Regions from separate parts of the Arachis hypogaea genome. Here region 2 is linked to region 1. Evidence: chromatin contacts called from public Hi-C data. All regions are on one chromosome and are shown on one strand. Each heading gives the region's core, a stretch centred on a gene start, on an enhancer-like site or on the middle of the called end of the contact. The rest is flanking DNA. Distances are from core to core; before and after follow the strand shown. Region 1 holds the start of LOC112751250 (F-box/LRR-repeat protein 3). Region 2 has its middle 14 kb from the start of LOC112751258.

Region 1 (7,906 bases), core at 3,045-5,544:
TACGTGTTATCTTCTTATTTAATATGTAAGAGTATACGTAGAAAATTATTACATAATTTTTTAGCACATCTACAATATTAAAAAATACTCCAAATTAAATGATAATATTATATAAAAACACCACTTATTTTTTTATATAAAAAATAATTTCTACCTTTTTACGGTAGTAAATAATCATTATTTTGAAATAGGAGTATATAATTAGATTCATAGTTATGTATATATAAAAAATTAATTATTAAATTATTAAATTAGTTATCCGTATAAAATATATATTAAAATATAAAATAAAAATTAAAAATAAGTTAAATAATATATATATTTATATATAAATATATAATGACTAATTTAATAATTAATTTTTTAATATGTACATAATATTTTTGGGTTAAATTTATAAAAAAATTATTTACAAATCAATTAAATTATCTAATATTTTCAGTTATCTATTTCATCTAAAATTGACTGTACTTAGATTTTCACTTAAACAAAAATATCAAACATAAGAGTAAAAATCAATGATATCCTTAGTTTCAAATTCCCTATCCGTATTAAAAAAAAAAAAAATCCATTTTGAGAATTTCACTCAATTTTATACCATATAAATTATTTTTAACCCAAGAGAGTCATACCTGCTATTTATGGAAGATAAATACCCAAAGTAGTAATATGTACGGTCCTGGGGTAATCTATTTTTCAGATAACAATAATATTAGGTCATCTAAATATTACTATCACATCCATCTACCATAAACTCACATTATCAACAGAAAAAAAAAAGTGTAGTACTGTACAGCATAAATTTATTTTTTCAAAAAATAGATTAAACATAAAAAAAAATAAATTTTTAACCTTTTCAAAATTTAGACATATTGATCTTTTTATTTATTTAAGTCTGACAAAACTAACAAAAAAATTAAACATAATTTTTATTGTATTAATCTGATCGATATACAAATATACACATAAAAAAGACTTTTAAAATAGAACAAATTAAACCTAAGTATGGATACGTCTGGATTTTTTGTAGATATTGACGAGCCAAAAACTCAAAAATCTATTTTTTTTAAAAAGAAAGTTGAAAATAAATTGGAGGAGGTTAGTGCGTTTATGAGCCACAACATCCCTGACCTAAAATTCTGATCTATGTTTGTTGTGGAATTTTGACTCTCTCTCTCTCTCTCATAATCATGGCACCACCCACCACAAAGCTTTTTTTCCCCCTCTAACTGTTCTTATCTGAGTCAGGCAGGTACTATGCAAGGCCACCTATAAGTACGGCAATTCTTTTTTATTTTCAAACTTTGGACTTTTCGCAACCTTTTCTCTTTCTTTATTTAAAAATCTTTTATATAATAACATTTCTTACAATCAATAAGAAAATTCTGCTCTATATATATAATTGCTTTTAAATCTGTTTATCTGCCATCGGACTGCGCTTAGATTTGGACTGTAATTTCATACATGTTATCTAAATTTGTAAGTAGTATATAATTATTAATTTAATATGTCATAGATAATTATTTTCATTAATGATAATTAAATTTTGTAATAAAATTTGTGTATATTAATGTTGTCAAAACCTAATTTCAAAGACAACTTTTATTATTTAAAATATTGATTGAACAATTTTTCATTAAATTTTAATTAATTATTTAAAAGTTATTATTTTTCTAAAAAATACAAATTTTGTTAATAACATGATATAATTTATTTTACAACATGTAAGAAATTTTATATAAATAATAGAATATAAGGAAGATAAGAAGAAGAAAAAGTTGTTTAAAAAATAAATAATTAATTTAAGTAAGAAAAGTAGAAAAAAGGTTAGTGTGAATTATGGGGCAAGGAATGGTCCTGGCCATCGTACTGGCCGCACTTGAATCTGTCCTTCCTCATATAGTCCTCCACCATATGTCATCTGCATCAGATAATGAAAGCCACTCACTAGCCCCTAAATTACCTTCTTACCCTCCCGCTTTTCCACTTATTATTTCCGTCCATACCTGTCCTTCTCCGTACGGCTGCTTTTATCTTCCGTATCTGACCAAAATACCCTTCCTCTAGTTAGTAACGTTCTATATATTATTGTACTGCCACTTTTTCTTTCTTTTGTTTTATCAAACAAAATATTATTTAAATATATATTCTTTGGTATATATTTATTATTTATATGAGTAAAATTTAATTTTATTTTTAAATAAAAAAGTAAACATTTTGTTATTTGTCGGATAGATTTATTTTAGAATAAAATTAAAAAAATTTGCTACTCAAAATCAATTTTGAGTTCTTCTTCACAACTATAAAAAAGGGCAAAACACTAAAATAAGCCTAAGGGAAAAAATTTTTACGCAAATCCGCCAAACCAAAATTTGGTTCATAAATCAACCATAATTCGAATCATGTTGCTTCGAATTATACAACCTGATTCGAATTACACACGTACAATAATTCGAATCAGGTTGATTCGAATTACACCCTAATTATTAAAAAAATAATTTATTAAAAAATAATAATTTAAAATTAAAAAAATATATTTTATTTCATGCATTAAAAAAAAGCTAACAAAATATTTAATTACAAGACTTCTTTAAAATATTAATGAGCTATCAATTTAAATTCCATACGATACTCTTTTGTCCATTTTTAATAGCTCATGAATATTTTTTAATAAATTTTTTTAAATTATATGGTGAGATATTACATGATTCGAATTACGCATGGGAAGTTCAATCACTCTGATTCGAATTATATGGTGAGCAATTCGAATTCTATACAATACTCTTCTGCCCATTCTTGATAGCTCATGAATATTTTTTAATAAATTTATTTGAGTTATACCACAAAAAAATATTTTATTCTATTCAAAATAATTTAAAAAATGGCTTAAAAAATATTTGGAGTACTATAAAAATTTGTAATATTCTAATGACTTAAGTAAATATATGCATGTATACAAATTTTAAATAAAATACTCTACATAGTCAATAATAATTTAGAAATTAAAAAAAATATTTTATTCCATCCAAAATAATTAAAAAATATATTTTATTCTATACAAAATAATTTTAAAAAAATGGCTTAAAAAATATTATGAGTATTATAAAAGTTTGTAATATTCTAGTGATTTAGGTAAATACATGATAAAAATATATTTTCTTTAATTTCTAAATTATTATCGAGTATGTAGAGTATTTCTTTAATGTCCTAAGTCATTACAAATTTTTATAGTACTCCAAACATCTTTTAAGCCATTTTTTAAATTATTTTGCATAGAATAAAATATTTTTTTGTAGTATAATTAAAATAAATTTATTAAAAAATATTCATGAGCTATTAAGAATGGGCAGAATAGTATTGTATAGAATTCGAATTGCTCACCATATAATTCGAATCAGAGTGATTGAACTTCCCATGCGTAATTCAAATCATGTAATATCTCACCATATAATTTAAAAAAAAATTTATAAAAAATATTCATGAGCTATTAAAAATGGACAAAAGAGTATTGTATGGAATTCAAATTGATAGCTCATTAATATTTTAAAGAAGTCTTGTAATTAAATATTTTGTTAGCTTTTTTTTAATGTATGAAATAAAATATATATTTTTAATTTTCAATTATTATTTTTTTAATAAATTTTTTAATAAATTATTTTTTTTAATAATTAGGGTGTAATTCGAATCAACCTGATTCGAATTATTGTATGTGTGTAATTCGAATCAGATTGATTCGAATTAGTGTGTGTGAGTTTTGTGTATAATTCGAAGCAACATAATTCGAATTATGTGTAGATCGAGTTCGAATCTAGTTGATTCGAACTACATATGAACATGCATTGGTTGATTCATAAACCATATTTTGATTTGGCGGATTTGCGTAAAAATTTTCTCCCCTTGACTTATTTTAGTATTTTGCCCTATAAAAGTTATTAATTTTTTAAAAAATACTATAATTAATAATTATACTACGTATACGGTGTATACAAAAAATTAAATATTAAATTAATTATTACTATAAAATATATATTAAAAATAATTTAAATAATATATATTTATACATAAAAATATATCGATTGATACGATAATTAATTTTTGATATGTATATACGTTTTTAATAAATAAATCCAACCTATATTAATTGTTATAAAAAATTAAAACATATGAAAGTTAATTATTAGCAATTATCCTGAAATGAATGTTACATGTTAAACTAGGTTGTACCTGGCACCTGACTTGGAGCAACAGAAGTTGGAAAGGAATAGAAGGGAACAAGGGACTCTTTTGTCATTTGAAAGTGTAGATAGATAAGCCCGGCAGGTACACAACGCTCTATTTAGTCTTAAATATAAAAGATGACAAGTGATTGATAGGGGCATTTTAGTCCTTATAACAAAACACCTCACCCATCTTCCTCCATCGTCTCCAATAAATCAATCATCAAGCAATAAATCTTCTGTTAAACCGTTATAACAAAAACAACTCACTCTCTTCCTCTTCCTCTTCCTCTCCTCTTTTTTTCTTTGGAGGACCAAAAGAGGAAAAAAAAAAAATAATGAAGAAGCAGAAACTACTCCACCCAACTATGGACCACGGTAGAAACAACCCCTTCGATGCGTTATCGGAAGAACTCATCTTCATAATCCTCGATTTCCTCGAAAACCAACCATCTTCGCTCAAATCGTTCGCTCTTGTTTGCCGCTCTTTCCACTCACTTGAATCCCGCCACCGCCGCAACCTCCGACCACTGCGCTCCGACCACCACAACCTCACGCGCCTCCTCACACGCTACCCGAACCTCTCCAACCTCGACCTAACCCTCTGCCCGCGCGTCACTGATCCGACGCTCAACTCGCTAGCCGGCGCGTGCGGCCACGCGCTCCGCCGACTGGATCTCTCCAGGTCGAGATTCTTCACCGCCGCGGGGCTGACGAGCGTGGTTGTCAACTGCCCGAACTTGGCGGAGCTGGATTTGTCGAACGCGACGGAACTGAGGGACGCGGCGGCGGCGGCGGTGGCGCGTGCGAAGAATTTAGAGAAGCTGTGGCTGGCTAGGTGTAAGCTCGTTACGGACATGGGGATCGGGTGTATAGCGGTGGGTTGCAGGAAGCTGAAGTTGATAAGCTTGAAATGGTGCGTTGGTGTTGGTGATTTGGGGGTTGAGTTGCTTGCGATCAAGTGCAAGGACCTTCAGAGTTTGGATCTGTCCTATTTGCCTGTGAGTTCTTGTTCTTGTTCTTGTCTCTAATTTGGTTCAATAGTTAATATTATGATGTGTCGTCTTTATTTGTTTTTTGATTCAACAAAAATGGAAAATTGGATGGTGATTGAAATTACGGGATGGATTAATGACTTCCACATGTTTGATATTTTGATTTATTTATTTTTATGTATATTTGGAATTGGAATCCGTGAATTATTACTATTACTCATTAATCATTGTTGATGGTGTTACCAAGTGTATTTGAAACTGAAGCAGCTCATGTGAGGATAAGTTAGTGATGAAAAGCAAAAATAATGAATTGGTTTTCCAGTTAGTTTTTTTATTGGTTTATTATGAGAAACAACAATATTAGATACCATCAATAGTATATAGCGTTTGAGCTGTTCTTTTGATATTAAATTGACTTATTACTGTTTGAATGTAGGGTGGGTTTTTCCTATTGAGTTATAGGTTTTTAGAAAGATCTGGTTGATGTTGTTTGTCTAATTTGTTTATTGTGTTGTGCAGATCACAGACAAATGCCTGCAATCAATATTTAAGTTGCAACATCTTGAAGATTTGGTCCTTGAAGGATGCTATGGCATTGATGATGACAGCCTTGCAGACGATGTCTTCAAACAAGGGTGCAGGACGCTAAAGGTATGTATTTTCTTTTAGATGGAACATTTGTTTGCATCAGTTGGTGTACTATTGATTTTTCCTTCTCTTCAACTATGCACTTGTTTTCTTGATATAACTTGCTACCTGCTGCCTTCTGCAGAAACTTGATATCAAAGGTTGTCAAAATATTAGTCATGTTGGTCTGGCCAAGTTAACAAGTATTTCTGGATGCATGGAGCAACTCATCCTGGCAGATGGCTCTCCTGTAATTGTTATATCTTGGTAAATTTTTTGTTTTCAATACTTGGGGTTGATGGTTTCAATTGTTGCTAATTGTTATTTGATTTTCCAGGTGACTGTTGCTCTTGCTGATGGTTTGAGTAAACTCTCCATGTTGCAATCAATTGTATTAGACGGCTGCCTGGTTACCTGTGCTGGATTAAGGGCCATTGGAAATTTGTGCATTTCACTTCGGGAACTAAGTCTAAGCAAATGCATGGGAGTGACGGATGAAGCTCTATCATTTCTTGTGTCTAAACACAGAGATTTGAGGAAGCTTGATATCACGTGCTGCCGCAAGATAACTGACGTCTCCATTGCCAGCATTGCGAATTCTTGCACTAATCTCACATCTCTCAGAATGGAGTCGTGCACTCTAGTTTCACAAGAAGCATTTATCTTGATTGGACAGAAGTGCCATTCACTTCAGGAGCTTGACCTAACAGATAATGAAATTGACGATGAAGGTCTTAAGTCCATTTCTCGTTGTTCAAGACTCTCCGTCCTGAAAGTAGGAATTTGCTTGAACATAACGGACAGAGGACTTGCCTATGTCGGCATGTGCTGCTCAAATTTAAAGGAGCTGGATCTCTACAGGTTTGTGATTCAAATTTATAGGCTTTAGATTTAATGTATAATGTATGCATCCTTTGGTGTTATATAACAATTTCAATTTTATGTTTTGCTTTTAATTTAAACATCATTCTTTTGCATCAAGTGAAATTGATTTAGGTTGAAAATATGCACTACATTGAAGTCACATAAGATCTAGCAGAACTGGCTTCAATAAATTTTACGGGTTGCTCATTGGTTAAATAAATCTAGAATCAATTTTATCAATTGAACAGTTAACTGAAAGATCACCGTGAGTTGTCACCAGGGATTTATTTTATTTTTTTCTTCTCCTTCTCAGGTCCACAGGAATAACAGATTTGGGCATTTCAGCAATTGCTCACGGTTGCCCTCGCCTTGAGACAATAAATGCAGCCTATTGTACTAGTATCAGTGATAGTGCATTGATCTCCTTGTCTAAATGTCCGAATTTGAAGACCCTTGAAATTCGTGGATGTGTTCTTGTTACATCGCTAGGTCTAACAGTTATTGCAATGAGTTGCAGACAACTACGCCGGGTAGACATCAAGAAGTGTTACAACATTGATGATAGCGGGATGATTCAGCTGGCTCATTTCTCCCAAAATCTAAGACAGGTATTTTCCTTGTTTCTCACTTTTCTATGAATCATAGAGATGCTGGAAAATCACACCTGAAGATTCTAACGATATGTGCATTGCCGGTCTTGCAGATTAATTTGTCGTATAGTTCGGTTACAGATGTCGGGCTGCTGTCACTTGCTAGTATCAGTTCCCTACAAAGTTTTGTCCTGCTTCACCAGCAGGGCCTGGCTCCAGGAGGACTTGCTGCGGCCTTGTTGACATGCGGAGGGCTCACAAAAGTGAAGCTCCATAGTTCGACAAGATTTATGCTACCAGAGCAGCTTATTAAACACATAGAAGCACGAGGTTGTGTGTTTGAATGGAGAGACAAAGTATTTCAGGTATATATTCATGTCTGGTCTGTGTCTTGAGACTTGGAGAAAATTAGTTAAGCAAGAGTATTGATCACTGAGGTTTTTATCATATATCATGGACAGGCCGAATTGGATCCCAAGTGTTGGAAATTACAGGTAGAAGATATAATGCCACATGATTTTCACTGATGATTTGAAGTTGAGGGAGAAGACACTTGCATATGGCGTTTGATATGCGAGTTTGCGAAGAATTTCACATGTTGCTCAGTCTTGGA
Region 2 (7,906 bases), core at 2,775-5,274, 33 kb before region 1:
GTTATGAAGCCTTTACATTGTTAACGTAATGTCAGGTCATGTGTTTGATTTTGTGACTGACAATATTTTGTAACGGATTTAGAAAATTTATATTGGAAAGACAAAAATAATATAAATTATTATTAAAAGATATATTAATTAAAATTTAAAAAAATAAAAATATATATTAATTATTTAAATAAAAAAATTAAAAATTACATATAATAAAACAAAATGAATGATATTTTTAAAATATTTTGTATTATTATTTTTATAAATAAAAAATATATATTTTAAATTAGTAAATTAATTAATTGATTTTAGAAATTTATATGCAACATAATTACATATAATAAAATATAACGAAAGATAAACAAATAATTAATAAGGATCACTAAATTGAGAATAAAATAAAATATATAAATTTATAAAGAGAATAAAAAATTAGATTAATATCTAAACTATAATTGCTTGAATTATAATTTGTAATTAAAAATATCAAAAGGAAAAACAATAAAATTGAAAGATATATAAAGTCACAAAGAGTTATATTAAAAAATAGAGAATTTAAAATTTATTTTTTGATGAAAAACAATGACCACTAGAAAAAAAAATAGAAAAAAAAATTGAAACTAAAAAGTGGATTTAAGATAATAAAGGAGTGATGAAGGTTGGGATTTAAAAATGAGATAAGACTAAATTTGATTAGATTAACTAATAATAGTCAAAGTGATAGAAAGATAAAATAAATTTAAAATTTTAAATAATTGAGATAAATTTATTTATAATGGAGTTATTTAAAATTTAAAATAAAAATATGTGTTATATATATATATATATATATATATATATATATATATATATTAAAAAGGGTGCAAATGCCCCCCTAATGCACCACCTGGTCCGTCCCTAGCAACACTAGTAGAAGAATCCATACATTAGCGTGCCACATCCTAAATTAATTTTAAAAAAATATATTAAAATTAATAAAATGAATATTAATTTATTGAATAAAAATTTATATTTACAAATTATATAATATTTTTAAAATCTAAAACTTCAATTATACTCGTAAACTATACATTTTAATTTCTCATTAGATAAAAAATTCGACAATAGTATAAATATAATATAAAAAAAGATAATTTAGTAATATTAACTCTATTGTCACAGTAAATTTTAGAAGGTTAAATTTAATAATGTTTGTATAATTTTTTGGAGTGTTTGAGAATACTCTAGATGATTTCAGAACATTCTAAAATATCCTAGAAGATTCCAAAATATTCTAAAAAAATTCTAGAATACTCTGAAAAATCATAAAGTATTATAGAAGAGTGTAGATGTATATAGAATTATGAAGAGTAGTATGAAATAATCTAAAAGTATTTATAAAGTTGTGGTATGATGGATATTTATAATAAAGGTTATAGATGATTAATCTAAACCGTTGATTAGATTTAGTTCTAACCATCCATTGAGAAAGTGGGTGACCAGAAACGGACCCAAGTGGTGTATTAGGGGTAGGGGTGGCAAAGCGGGTCAGCCCGCCTAGGCCCACCTTATAAACGGGGCGGACCGGCCCGCCCCGCTTGATGGCGGATTGGCGGGTTGGCGGGCTAGCCCGCTTGACTCTTTTTTTTTTTGAAAAATAAAATTCATTAAAATTAACCAAAAAATAATAATTAAAAAATAAAATACAAATAAAAAATAGTCAAATTATAATATAATTTTTTTACTATTTTTTTATTTTTAACTTCAATAAAATTGTTCAAAATAATATTTGTCAATAAAATTATCTTTATTTTAAAAAATAAGTCACATAATTTGAACATATATACGAAATTGTAAAATAAAATAAATAAAGTTAATAACTAAAAGAAGAATAAAAATAAAAAATGAAAAAATGTTTAAAAATTCTATAATTATTAATTTTATAATAGTAATCACTCTTTTATTTAATAAAAAAAAGAAAAAAAAAGCTTCGACCCCGTGGACCGATCCGCCCGCCTCGCAAAAACCTGCCAATTTGGCGGTGCGGGTTTGACGGATTTTTTTAATTTGGCGGGCTCCAAATCCTAACCCGACACGCCTTTTTAGCGGGTTTAGCGGATCGGCCCGGTGGACTCGACTCGTTTTGCCACCGCTAATTAGGGGGCATTTGCCCCTACTCTTTCTTTTTTTTTTAAATATATACATATATAACATGTGCCTCCATTTTAATTTTTAAGTGACTTTATTACAAATAAATTTATTCCAATTATTTAAAGTCTTAAATTCACTTTATCTTTTTATCATTTTGACTATTAGTTAATCTAATCAAATTTAGTCTTCTCTTATTCTCAAATTTCAGTCATCATCACTCTTTTATTCTCTTAAATCCTCTTCTTAGTTTCAACCTTCTTTTTCTATTATTTCTCTAGTGGTCATTTTTTTCATCAAAAAATAAATTTTAAATTCTCTATTTTTTTAAATTAACTTTTTATGACTCTATATATCTTTCAATTTTATTGTTTCTCTTTTTGATATTTTCAATTACAAATTATAATTCAAACAATTATAGTTTAGGTATTAATCTAATTTTTTATTCTCTTTATAAATTTATATATTTTATTTTATTCTCATTTTAGTGATCCTTATTATTTGTTTATCTTTCGTTCTACTTTATTATATGTAATTATGTTGCATATAAATTTCTAAAATCAATTGATTAATTTACAAATTTAGAATATATATTTTTTATTTATAGAAATAATAATAAAAAAATATTTTAAAAAATATCTTTCGTTCTATTTTATTATATGTAATTTTTTATTTTTTTTATTCGAATAATTAATGTGCACTTTTATTTTTTTGAATTTAGATTAATATATCTTTTGATAATAATGTATATTATTTTTGCCTCCCCAACATAAATTTTCTGGTCTGTCACTGTGGATGACTATAAATACGGGTGAGAATTAGAATTTGTATGTGTGAGTCATTTGTAATAAACACTTAAGCAATAAAGTGTTTTGGTTTTCTTTTTCTTATATTCTCTTAGGTTTTTAAATTTCTTGCTAAGTACTGAGAAATAGACTAACTTAATCTTAACTCAAAAAATTGAGTAAATTTGAGTGCCAGCAAGATAGTATTGAAATGTATTCAAGACACTATGTCCAAGACACTATGCCCTAACACCTAGATTTTCCTCCTATTCCTAAATCATTTAACTTAATTCCGTAATTAATAAAGAGAGACATCTTAAAGTAAATTAAAATCATACTAATTTGTTCAATAAAAAAATAAGATATAAACTAAATCTGTACCTAAAAATTTAATAATAAAAGTAATATCAATGTATTCCTAAGAAAAAATAAAGGTTTGCAAACTAAGTTTATACCTTATAACTAAAAGTATTAATAATCCTATTCGTAACAAATCGTACACCTCAAATTATTGATAAATTACAAATGAATAACTTTATAATAGTATAAATATAATAAATAAAAGAATTTCATTCAAGTAGGTAAATATAGCGATATTAATTTCCTAAATGAAAAAAAACAAACAAACTTTATAAATCATGTCCAAATTTAAAATCTAAATTTTAACCTTACTCCTAAATCTTACTTCCTAATTTTTTTGATAGATGATGATACGATAAATTCATTTTAATATTAATAATGTGTTCAATGTAAAAAAGTATGTTAATTTCAAACCAAATAAAAACTTAAAAGTTAAAACTTTAACCCTTTCCATAAATTATATGATGATACAGTGGACGTCAAAGAAAGACATTAATTCCAAAGGAACAAATTCTTGAACTGGTTGCAATGTGTGGAGACGCTGCAATTCAAACAAGCTAATGCAAATGAGTTTAAACACATAAATAAATGGAGGAGTATAACAAAATCAAATGAAAGTGGCACATAAGTGTGGTATCAATAAGTTGCTACTAATACATGGTACTTCAAAGTAATTAATTATATAGCAGGTTATTATTGGTGATTCCTTATTTCTTTGGATCTTAATGGCAATGTCGAAGGAACCTTAAGAAACGAGGAGTGTAGAATCTGTAGTAGTTTTTTTTTTTTTTTTTTTTTGGACTTGCTGTAGTAGTTTAGTATAGTGTTTTCTTTCAATCTTTATGTTTCTTTGGATCTTGATGTTTTTCTGATTTTTGTGTGTAAAGTTGAATTCTGTTGTAATTTTTTTTGGCACTGGTTGGTGCCCTCTCTTTTTTTATGGTCGAGATTTTGGAACGAAACCATACAAAAAAATGATATGACTATTTTTGGTGGGTTTTTAAATATCAATTATGAGATCCATGGATTAAAAATTTGTTGGCATCAGTTCAGCCAATATTATATATGAAAAATATTACACATTTACATTTTTATGTCTCAATTTGATGGGATTAATAATGAAATAAGCTCATCCTGACAATTTAATCATATAAAATATAAGATGTTAGATGTTAGATGTGAGTTATCGATCTCCAAATATATATATAGACAATATAATGGAATTATTAATGAAATAAGCTTATTTTATTAATTTAATCATGTGAGATATAAGATGTTAGATGCAAATTGTCATCTCCAAATATATATAGACAATATGATAAAATTACTAATGAAATAAACCTATTTTGACAATTTAATCATGTGAGATATAAGATGTTAAATGTGAGTTATGGATCTCTAAATATATATAAACAATATGATGAGATTATTAATGAAATAATAGTCCATTTTGACAACTTAAATCAAAATTCAGATATAAAAATTTGGTATAAATTCATATTATAAACCATAGAGGGACATTCAAGAAATATTCCCAAGATTTTATTATTTGATACATTTAAACTACTCATTCTACAACAATCTAAGAAAATAACAGATTAGAGTATCCATTACTAATTTACTATATGTATACAAGAAAATTATGAGACTTTGGGATTTGGAAACAAAATGCAATTGATGTATAAAGAGATGATTTTCATTCTCATTTGCAACTGTTACAGGCAATATTGTAAATGTGTAGCATCATTCATTATATATCTGTGTGAAAAAATTCCAATAAATACAGGGACACTCTCAGCAATATTCTTTATAATCTCATCAATGAGGTTGGCTACCATATAAAGCCTCATTGAATACTTTGCCAAAAATCAAATCTGACCTTACATTTATATGTGTTTATTATTAATTTTAATTTATTGAAATTCAGAAATTTAGAAATAACGTGATTCATTGTTGTATAATTATTATGTATGAAATAGACAACACAGAGAAGAAAAAAACAAGAATGTACAAGAGAACTACAAATTAGAAACACACGTATACCTTTCCACCAAAAACCATGGGCTATGAAATATGAATTATAGGTACGGAAGAAAAGATTGATGTGACTTTCTCTTTCACATGCAAGCATCAAAAATTCAAAATATGCAAATATCTCCACAGAATCTGCTTACAATTTTTGTGAACAATGATAGAAACTCTTAAATCTTAAGTTATTCGCTTAATTATATTTTAAGATAATTTTTTAAAATAATTTAGTTATTTGAAAAATTAAAAGGTAAATTAAAAGTCTTCTAATCATTATTCTAACTTTATTTATAAGGAGTAGTTCTTATAATTATGATATGCAAATTTTTTTTTAAAATAATTATTATATAAAATTTATTAAATTTATATTTATTTTGCTCGAGGTGACTTGATTATTGATATATCGTAAGATATAATTTAAATATAAAATCTTTGATGAGAAAATAGTATTGACATTCTTAATAAATCAATTTATTAATTGTATGTGTAATTTAATTTTCAAACAAAATTTTAAGCTATAGGTTAGGGAAAGAATTATGTGTTGTGTAATTTTTTATTGGTAATGTTAAATGTACAATTTTTTTTAAAATTAAATCTAATTAAGTTGGTATAAGTCTAAAAAAAATGTGCATATGTTGTCGTTTTTCTTTTTTTTTTTTGCATTTTTTAGCATAAAAATTTTTATTGGAGAGTATAAAATTTATTTACATAGCACATAGCACAAATTTTTGGGCAAATCACTTAAATAAGCTAAGGGGAGGAGAAATTTACACCAATCAGCTAAATTAAAAACTGGTTCATGAATCAACCAAGAGACAGTTCTATATAGTTCGAATCACCCTAATTCAAACTTCAATCTCCATGTAATTCGAATCACACTGATTCGAATTACACCCACGCACACACCCACTAATTCAAATCAACCTGATTCGAATTACACACACGCACACACCCACTAATTCAAATCAACCTGATTCGAATTACACACACAGTAATTCGAATCAGGGTGATCCAAATTACACCCACACACGCGTTCCAAGGTAATTTGAATTGGGGTGATTCGAATTACTCAATTTTTTGCTCTAATAGTAATTCGAATTAGGGTGTTTCAAATTTCTCATACTTCGGCTATAAAAGGAGTTCGAACCAACCTCATTTGAACCAATTTTTCATTATCATACCCCACCAAATCCCAGAGAGAACGACTCCAACAAAGGCTCGAGCAGGATATTCAGCCCATGGGAGATAATCCGGACAGACTATATCGTTTAGATGGAGTAGCTCATATAGCCGGGGTCATCAACGAAGATGTTAGTACGTAATCTTTTTTTTTAAGAGTAGGATTAAGTAACTTATTCGTATGTTTATATATGTTATGTTAGTGGTTTGGATGGTAAATGACGTTGATAACATTGCATGTGACTGATTTTTTATGTTTTGTTAGTGATAATGTATATGGTTTCGTAAGCAGTTTTATTAGCGGTTGCTTAAATGGCTATGTAAGTGGTTATGTTAGTGACCTTGTTAGTGGTTTTAGGGTGGTTTAGTTAGTGGTTGTGGTTGTGGATTTGCTTGTGGTTTTGGTTGCGGTCCCCCTTGCGGTTTTGTGAGTAGTTTTTGTGGTGGTTTTGTTAGTGGTTTTGTTGGTGGTTATCATGGTGGTTTTGTTGGTGATTTCGTTGGTGGTTTTGTTAGTGATTAAGTGCAAAGATGAAAAGTGCGGAGGGTACTGTTGTGTGCCAGAGCTAGAACCACCTCCAGCCCCAACTCGATCACTCGCTGCAATATCATCGCCACTGTCATCAGCAATCATATCCGGCTCCACATCATCATCGTCAACATCATCCAGCAATGCATCGCCCAGACCAGCCAATGCAGCACACTGTAAAGAAGTCGACACAATATCCACTATACCAACCTCTCCACCTCCACTACAATTGAGATCAACAGCGAAAGACGGGGAGGCGACAGGCTCGTCCAGAGGTTCATTCACAGGGACGGACGAAGATACACCAACAGGTCTGGAGTTAGAACCAGCTACCGTGCCTATAGTGTGGATATTCCGGTTCGAACCCCCAGAGCTAGATACCATATTAACCAACTTCGCCAATAGCTCAGGTGTCCTAACCTTGGGAAACTGCCGGTGATAATGAAACAGGACCTGCAAGTTCATATCACTCCCTATCGTGAAACAATCATACTTCACTATTTCTTGCAGCACTGAGATCGGAATGCGATAGAATAACTTGTGAACCCGTTTCACGCCTTGCAGACCAAGTTTCTGTAGTATAGAACTCAAACTCATCATAGCTCGTCGTAGGCCTGCTAAAAATACTAAGAGGATCCTTATCAATGAACTTCACACCAGATCGTTTTTTGCTCTTAATCGATCCTCTGTGATGAACCAACACTACAAAACTCTCATCACTAGCCATTTTCTCACTCTAATGAGATTAATTCACGTTTACGCCATATTTATACACGTCTAGCACTGTATTATTCAAACCAGTGTCATTTGAATTATAGCTTGTGTAATTCGAATCACCCCAATTTGAATTACCTTGGAACGCGTGTGTGGGTGTAATTCGAATCACCTTGATTCGAATTACTGTGTG

The links. A called contact is a pair of places that touch in the nucleus more often than the background predicts.
Region 2: a contact with region 1 is called in a Hi-C map of leaf, with 3 times the contacts expected there. The contact joins the enhancer-like site here to the promoter of LOC112751250 in region 1. A contact is called at or near these places in 4 of 8 Hi-C or Micro-C datasets (leaf and an unstated tissue).

What each region holds. Positions count from the first base shown.
Region 1 is chr2:92,590,752-92,598,657 of arahy.Tifrunner.gnm2.J5K5, reverse strand. LOC112751250 (F-box/LRR-repeat protein 3) reads left to right here and starts at 4,294. Exons shown (of 7, transcript XM_025800329.3): 1 at 4,294-5,218; 2 at 5,732-5,863; 3 at 5,985-6,089; 4 at 6,177-6,700; 5 at 7,017-7,311; 6 at 7,407-7,658; 7 at 7,755-7,906. The coding sequence starts at 4,556. The coding sequence ends at 7,820.
Region 2 is chr2:92,623,394-92,631,299 of arahy.Tifrunner.gnm2.J5K5, reverse strand. No RefSeq gene overlaps it. Among protein-coding and RNA genes, the nearest start is that of LOC112751258, 14 kb to the left of the region's middle. Within about 2 kb of position 4,024, at least 2 of the 3 cell types and tissues checked have open chromatin away from gene starts, as enhancers often do.